2 separate regions of the Mus musculus genome follow, and region 1 is linked to region 2. The links are chromatin contacts, called in public promoter capture Hi-C maps. All regions are on one chromosome and are shown on one strand. Each heading gives the region's core, a stretch centred on a gene start, on an enhancer-like site or on the middle of the called end of the contact. The rest is flanking DNA. Distances are from core to core; before and after follow the strand shown. Region 1 holds the start of Grk4 (G protein-coupled receptor kinase 4). Region 2 holds the start of Slbp (stem-loop binding protein).

What was found. Capture Hi-C pulls out chosen DNA fragments and counts their contacts.
Region 1: a promoter capture Hi-C map of liver shows a contact between it and region 2, with 4 times the contacts expected there. The contact joins the promoter of Grk4 here to the promoter of Slbp in region 2. A contact is called at or near these places in 7 of 39 promoter capture datasets (3T3-L1-derived adipocytes, the C10 cell line, erythroid cells and 3 more), 21 of 484 Hi-C or Micro-C datasets (B cells, CD4 T cells, CD8 T cells and 17 more), 7 of 115 datasets of contacts at active chromatin or transcription factors (astrocytes, cardiomyocytes, embryonic stem cells and 1 more) and 2 of 9 other capture datasets (liver and pancreatic islet).

What each region holds. Positions count from the first base shown.
Region 1 is chr5:34,659,016-34,662,586 of GRCm38.p6, forward strand. It overlaps Grk4 (G protein-coupled receptor kinase 4), which reads left to right and starts at 1,364. Exons shown (of 16, transcript NM_019497.2): 1 at 1,364-1,989. The coding sequence starts at 1,938. It overlaps Nop14 (NOP14 nucleolar protein), which reads right to left and starts at 1,133. Exons shown (of 18, transcript NM_029278.2): 1 at 836-1,133. The coding sequence starts at 1,030.
Region 2 is chr5:33,650,536-33,653,828 of GRCm38.p6, forward strand. Slbp (stem-loop binding protein) reads right to left here and starts at 2,039. Exons shown (of 8, transcript NM_009193.2): 1 at 1,660-2,039; 2 at 1,428-1,544. The coding sequence starts at 1,718. It overlaps Tmem129 (transmembrane protein 129), which reads right to left. Exons shown (of 4, transcript NM_026698.3): 4 at 2,681-3,293.

The DNA.
Region 1 (3,571 bases), core at 114-2,613, 1.0 Mb after region 2:
CTCACAAACTTTTATTTTTTAAAGTCAAACGAACGTCAGCAGTTACATAGAGAATGCCATTTGTTGAACTGGTTTTGAAAGGAAGGTACAATATACTCTTGAGATGGGGCCATAAGAACAAGGATGGAAGCTATGAGGTTATCCCCAAAAGGTACTATTCCAGTGACTTCCCAAGGGACAAGCTCATGAAATTCAGAGGAAGGACAATTTCCAAACATTCAAAGAGCATACTCTGTAAACCCTATCCACGGGACGAATACTGTCATGGTCAAAGCATACAGAGCAGTGGTACAGGGCAGCTCAGAGCTCAGAAGAGATTGACTCTTAGGCCCTAAAAGCTCCAAGAAGAGTCAAGAAGAATGTATACCTGGAAGATCCCAAGGAGGAAGGGTTTCCAGAGGAAGCGCATTCGATATCAAGCAAAGGAGAGGCAGTGTTATGCCTCAGTCCTGATCGTTTTGCTGGCTAGTTTAAGGCAAACTTGACACAAAGTATAGTCATCAGAAAGAAGGGAATTTCAATTGGAAAAAAATACTTTCATAAGACCGGGCTGCAAGCAAGCCCAAAGAGCATTTTACTAATTAGTGATTGACCGCGGAGGGCCCACCTATGTGCTAGCAGCGGTCCTAGGTTCTTTAAGAAAGCAGGCTAAGCAAGCTATAGAGAGCAAGCCAGTAAGCAGCACCCCTCATGACTTCTACATCAGCTCCTGCCTCTAATTTCCTCAATGATGGAAATATATAAGTGTAAGCCAAATAAATCTTTTTCTCCCCAAATGGCTTTCACTAGCCACTGGGCATAGTACGCAGAACCTGGGTAGAGCCTATCCCCTCACCTTCCTGATGGCACGAGCGCGGGACACCCCGGGCAGGCCCACATCGTGGCGCGTCTTCCTGCCAAGGATCTGGAACTTCTGCCGGTTGACTTTCACTTCAAATGGGTTTGGGTTAGTTTTCGCCGGGCCTCCGGACGCCCCTGCGGGCGCTTTGTGGACCTGCCTCCGCGCCCCAGTCCGCTTGGCTTTCCCCATGACATTCACTCCGCCACACTTTGGACGACAGTGCGTACAGACCAAGCAGTTCAAGAAACTCGTGCATAGGATGCTGATGTAAAACCACGCCCAGCTTCGTCTCGCGATGAGTGCGTCAGCTTCCCGTATTTCGCGAGAAGTACACAAGTCCTGGATGACACTAAACAGGCACTACAGTTTACTGGATTAAAGACTACAACTCCCAGGAGGCCACACTTCCTCGACTTCCTGGCGCTGGGCCTTATGGGATCTGTAGTGTCCCGAGAGCCGCCACAGTATCCTCAGACGCCGCCCCGAGGGGAGCTCTCGGGCTCCCTCTGGAGGAAAACCGTTAGCCGGGGCCCAGCTGTCTTGCGAGTTAACTGGCGGCTGCGGCTGCCGCTGCTGGAGCTGTCGCCGTCGCCGCTGGAGACCGCTCTCGAGTTTGTAAGCTCCTCGGTAGGGTAGGGCGCGGCGAAGGTTGAGTGCTGCCCAGGACCCGGCGCTGAGGAGAGAGTTACGCGCCCTGGGCCTGGGCGATGATGCTGAGAGGAGCTCGAGCTACCGCGCGCCGGCGCCGATAGCGGAAGCCCCTTGCCGGGACAGCAACAGAGCTGGAACCCGTAGCGAGCCTACCCGTGTCCCATCTCCGCGGCGACCGCGACGGCGACAGCGACGGCGACGACGGCAGCGCTCCTGTTGGCAGTTGTGGCGACCCCGGAGGAGGCGGAGGAAGAAGCGACAGAGACGGTCGCTGTCGCGGAGGGCCACCGTCCAGAAGCCGCGTTCCTCAAAGGACAAGGGATGCCCCGAGGCTTCTGCCGCGGGTTTAGGATCTCCTTCCCCGCAGCCTTCCCCGTCTCCATTGCCTCGACTCCGAAAAGTTCGACGTCGGAAACCGCGGCAGCGACGGCGCAGGACAGCGATCATGGAACTCGAGAACTTCGTGGCCAACAATCTGTTGCTGAAGGCCCGTCTAGGTGGGTGCACCCCGGGCTCCCCGTCTCCCCGAAGGTAGCGCCTCCTAGGAACTTTAACCTTGGAGAGAATCCTGATTCCTTGGTACCTTATTGTCTAATAAGGGAGTTTTGATTCTACTGGAACCAATTCTGGATTGGAGCTGCAGCTTAGCGGGTGTCAGTCAGTGATCCTGGGCTAACTTTTGTTGTTTTGAAACAGTAGCGCTAGCCTAACAGGCACAAGGGGCTGATTGAGTTCCATCTCACTCTCAGCGCTGCTAATCTGAAAGACAGAGTATGGAAAGTTATGCATTGCACACTTTCTAGGATTACCCAGGCAAAGGTTCCATGGGAAGTAGACGCTATTAAGAAGCTTCAGTGTGTTCACCTCACAGAATGTGAAGTATATTCTTTGAGAAAAACCAGTGAGTAACAGATGTTTTTGATTTTTCTTTTTGTTCCTTTTAAAAATTGATTTTAGCCGGGCAGTGGTGGCGCATGGTGGCACACGCCTTTAATCCCAGCACTCGGGAGGCAGAGGCAGGTGGATTTCTGAGTTGGAATCCAGCCTGGTCTACAAAGTGAGTTCCAGGACAACCAGGGCGACACAGAGAAACATTGTCTCGAAAAACCAACCAACCAACCAAACAAACAAAAAACCCCACAAGTCCATTTACGTTCCAAGTGATTTTCAGGAAGAAGAATCTTAATTGGACAATATAACTATTTTCAATATGGGAAGCCCTAACAAGAAACATTGTCAGAAATTTCTTATAGTGAGTGGTGTCCAGAATTGAATACCAAACTAAGGGCTTTGAAACCCCTGTGAGCAAGGAGCAGAGAGAGGAGGCTTGAAGCAGGAAGATCCTCTGTGCAATGGCAGTCTAGGCTCCATAGTCTGCGAACTATGGAGTAGACTATGAGTTCTACTATAGTAGAACTATGGAGACTAGAGCTATCATCAAAGAAACAAACAAATGAAAGAAAAGACATTACTCTGTCAGTATTTTTGAATTAATACTATTATTCAAAATAATACTGTTTTGAGGGGCTGGCAAGATGGCTCAGTGGTTAAGAGTGCTGACTGCTCAACCATCCGTAATGAGATCTGACGCCCTCTTCTGGTGTGCCTGAAGACAGTTACAGTGTACTTAACGTAGAATAATAAATAAATCAATAAATCTTCTGGCCAGATCGAGGGGGTTCAATTTCCAACAACCACATGATGGCTCACAACCATCTGTACACCTAGTGTACTCATATACATAAAATAAATATTTTTTTTAAATCCCCTTCAAGGACTAATTGGAATTTGGAGTGAGAAACAACATGAACAGTCGAATGTTCTACTGAAAGAGAAGCAAGTGCATACTTCTGAGTCTTTCCTAACTGCCTTAAGAGAAAACCAAGACCTGGTTCTCTTCCCACTCATTCTTACTTTTTCTATTCAAAACAGTATTTTTTTAAAGTTTTTATTTATTATATGTAAGTACACTGTAGCTGTCCACAGATACTCCAAAAGAGGGCATTAGATTTCGTTACGGATGGTTGTGAGCCACCATGTGGTTGCTGGGATTTGAATTCGGGACCTTCGGTAGAGCAG
Region 2 (3,293 bases), core at 789-3,288:
ACTCATACACATAAAAATACTTTTAATCCCAAAACTTGGGAGGCAGGTGGAGCTCTGAGTTCAAGACCAGCCTAGTCTACCTAGTGAATTCCAAGAACATCAAGGTCATGCAGAAAAACCCTGTCTTAAAACAAACACACACACAAACAAACCCTAACATTTATTTTCAGATAATTGGGAACATGACAGGGTCTGAAGCTTCAGCTCAATAAGGTTTTTATTTGGTTGGTTTTGTTTTGCTTTCATTGAGACAAGATAGTCTAGTCTCACTGTGTAGCAAATAAAGAACTTGAACTTCTAATTCTCCTGCCTGTAACTCCTGATCACACCTGAGATCACTGATATAAACGCTATCACCTTCCTTTAATCTACCTTAGGGCTGGCCTCTGGCCTTTCCTATACTCCCACAACTAGTCTAATGTCTTCAGAGATGTGCTGGTAATTTCACATTTTCACCTGAAAGTTTCCCCAAGGTTAACAAGATTTCCTCCCAAAATAGATCTGCCCATCCTTTGCTCCTGTTATCATGAGAAATGACTGGCATCAACAGAAATGGTCAAGGGTTTCAATCAGGCTGACTTTTCTATCCTCAATCAACATTGCCTGTGTATTCAGAAGTCACTGAGTTAAGTCACTAATTCCCTTCACTGGGCTTGGCAGCCCCATGCTTATCTTATCCTCCCTTCTAGTCAGCCATCTAGCAAACACCATAGCCCATAAAAGAAGGTATGGTCAAAATTTCTGAGATCGCTTTTCTCATCAATCACTACACAAAGGTCCCCAAAGAGAGCACTTCCCTGAAGAGTTCACATCACCAGCTTACTCTTAAGGCACTCCTGGTCTCTCTGAATTACTATTTCACTTGCTAGCCCGCCTCCATCAGGCTACCAAGGGACCTCACTGACTTAAGCACAATGCCTCAGGGAAAAAAATCTAAACACCGTGGCAAAAGCTTATCAAATGGAAGGACCCAACTACAAGTATGAATAATCTAGGACTCAATTTTGGTTTGTATCTCGCTTTCACTCAGGTAATAAAACCTAATTTCTCGCCCCAATACACATACACACACACACACACACACACACACTCACTCTCTCTCTCCCCCCCACCCCCGCCCCGGAAGCAGGGGAGGGTTGGAGGTCGAAACATTTTAACAAGATGTTCATAGTAGTAGTCCTTGACATTACTGACATTATGAGTGAAAAATATAAAGGCTGACCCACTCCGGATAAAACCAGTTTTGCTGCCACCTATCAGTCGCTGGTAAGATGCTTCTAACACTGAGCAAAACTGAAGAGAATCTCCAGAGTAAGCTAATCTACTCCACCAGCTTCGAAAACCCGAGTGCCACGGGATGAGGGTCCCCTTGGCCCGTCTCCAAACCCCCCGAGTGACCAACCCGTTTCCAAGGAGTCGGGACCCACCTTTCAGGTCGGTGGTCCGCAGTCTGGAGCTCGCCTTCCTCGGAGTCCTCGGGCTTCCGGTCCCTTCCGTCCGCTCTGCGCTTCCGTCCGAGACTCCATCTCGCAGGGGACCGCGGGCTGAGGACACAGACTGCGGTCAGTGGGCGGGGCCCCCAAGCACCGATGGTTCAGGGAACCCTTAGCTTACAGACGGCGAGAAGTCGAGGACTCGTAGACCGCATGACCCGCTTACCTCGCACCACCGTCGCGGCGACTCCCATAACCGGGTGGGCTTCTAGGTCTGCAGGCCATGGCGGCAGAAGTCTGAAGGGCAGCTCGGCGGCAAGCACTTCACTCGGCAACAGCACTGACGAGGTCTGAGCTCGCCTTGCCCAACCGCCCTTAAGTGCGCAGCGGCCCCGCCCCTCGGTAACTCCCGCGCGCGCGCGGCGAAGGGCGAAACCATGAGACGCGCACCTGCAGGGGAGTCCCTCTCAGCTCTGCGCGCCCGCCTGACGGACCCGGCTCCAACCCAAGCCTTGGGATTGCGGGCAGTCGCTAAACTACAACGCCTAATGCGGCCGTCCGAAGGGCGGGAGAAATGGAACAGCCCGACTAAGGCGGAAAGGAACTGGCGACCTCCCCCAGCCCCCACGGCCTTCCAGGAGGCTGGCGCTGTAGCAGCTGGGCCTCTGATTGGTTGCCCCTTCGCGGGCCCGAGGGATATTGGCGGGAGATTGGGCAGTGCGCGCCACTGCCTCTCAAAGTCAGGAGGTGTGGCCACGGCGAGGGCCGGCCCACCGAGATGCAGTCCAAGATCCCGACCGGCCCCTCCTACCCACCGCCACAGTAAGGCGGGAGAGCCCGCCTCTAGCTTATACCCATAGCTTTAAAACCGTACAAGCCATCCATTAACAGCCAAATAACTTAGTGGCCTCTTTTTCCCCGCAAGGCCATCTGCCCTGCCTCTGGTGCTTGAGTCTCCAGCACGCAGGCCAGGCCCCTGCAGATCCCACCTGTCCTATGTGGGCAATCATGACCCTTCCCTTAAGAGTGGATCTGGCCCAGAGCAGCGTGAGAGGGTGGGATGGTGGTAACTATGTGGAGCCATCTAAGGGCTTGTCCTTCTGAACGTACCAAGCACTGACACTGGTTTCTTATACGACTTTCTGATCTGTGACTATATTCATCTGACTTTCCCAACATCCTGCAGCCACTATGTAAAATACTGCAAAAGTTTGGTTTTACTACCAGGTTAAACAAAATGAAGTACATCACTTGAAAAGGAACACTTTATTAAATACTGTATCATTTAACTACATTTACATTTATTTGTATAAAATTAACTCTTCTGTGGTTAAAAATAACTTCAAACCACTTGGCCTCTGCTAGGCAGACAGCCCTTGAAACTGGCTGTCTCCTGGTCATACTTCAGGGACAGGCAGAACTGAGTTTGCTCTGGTAGCAAATCCCTGGGGTTAGGTGCAGTGTTGGCTGGATAAGGGGCTAGCTTGGTCTGCTACTACTGCTTTCAACAACTAAATGTAAGTGCTTCAGGACAAGTTGAAGGAGAGGTCATCCCTCTAGCAGCTACACTTTGTGTCAGAGATGGAGAGTAAAGAGCAACCTCTTCCCCACCCATCTGTACCATAGATAAGTGAGTACATCTATGTATATGTGCGTCCATCAGAACCTTAACCACTGAGGTATCCTCTCCTGATCCAAGCACCCCACAGGGGCTTGGCTAACCCTGTGCTACACCCCTGATGGGTTTCTTTCTGGATAGTCCTGTGGCTCTCTGGTCCTTGGCTCCCTAAAACCCTTTCCTAGGGTTAGGAGTATGAGCTTTTGGTCTCCCCTGGACTAGAGAAGCAGGACAAGACAACA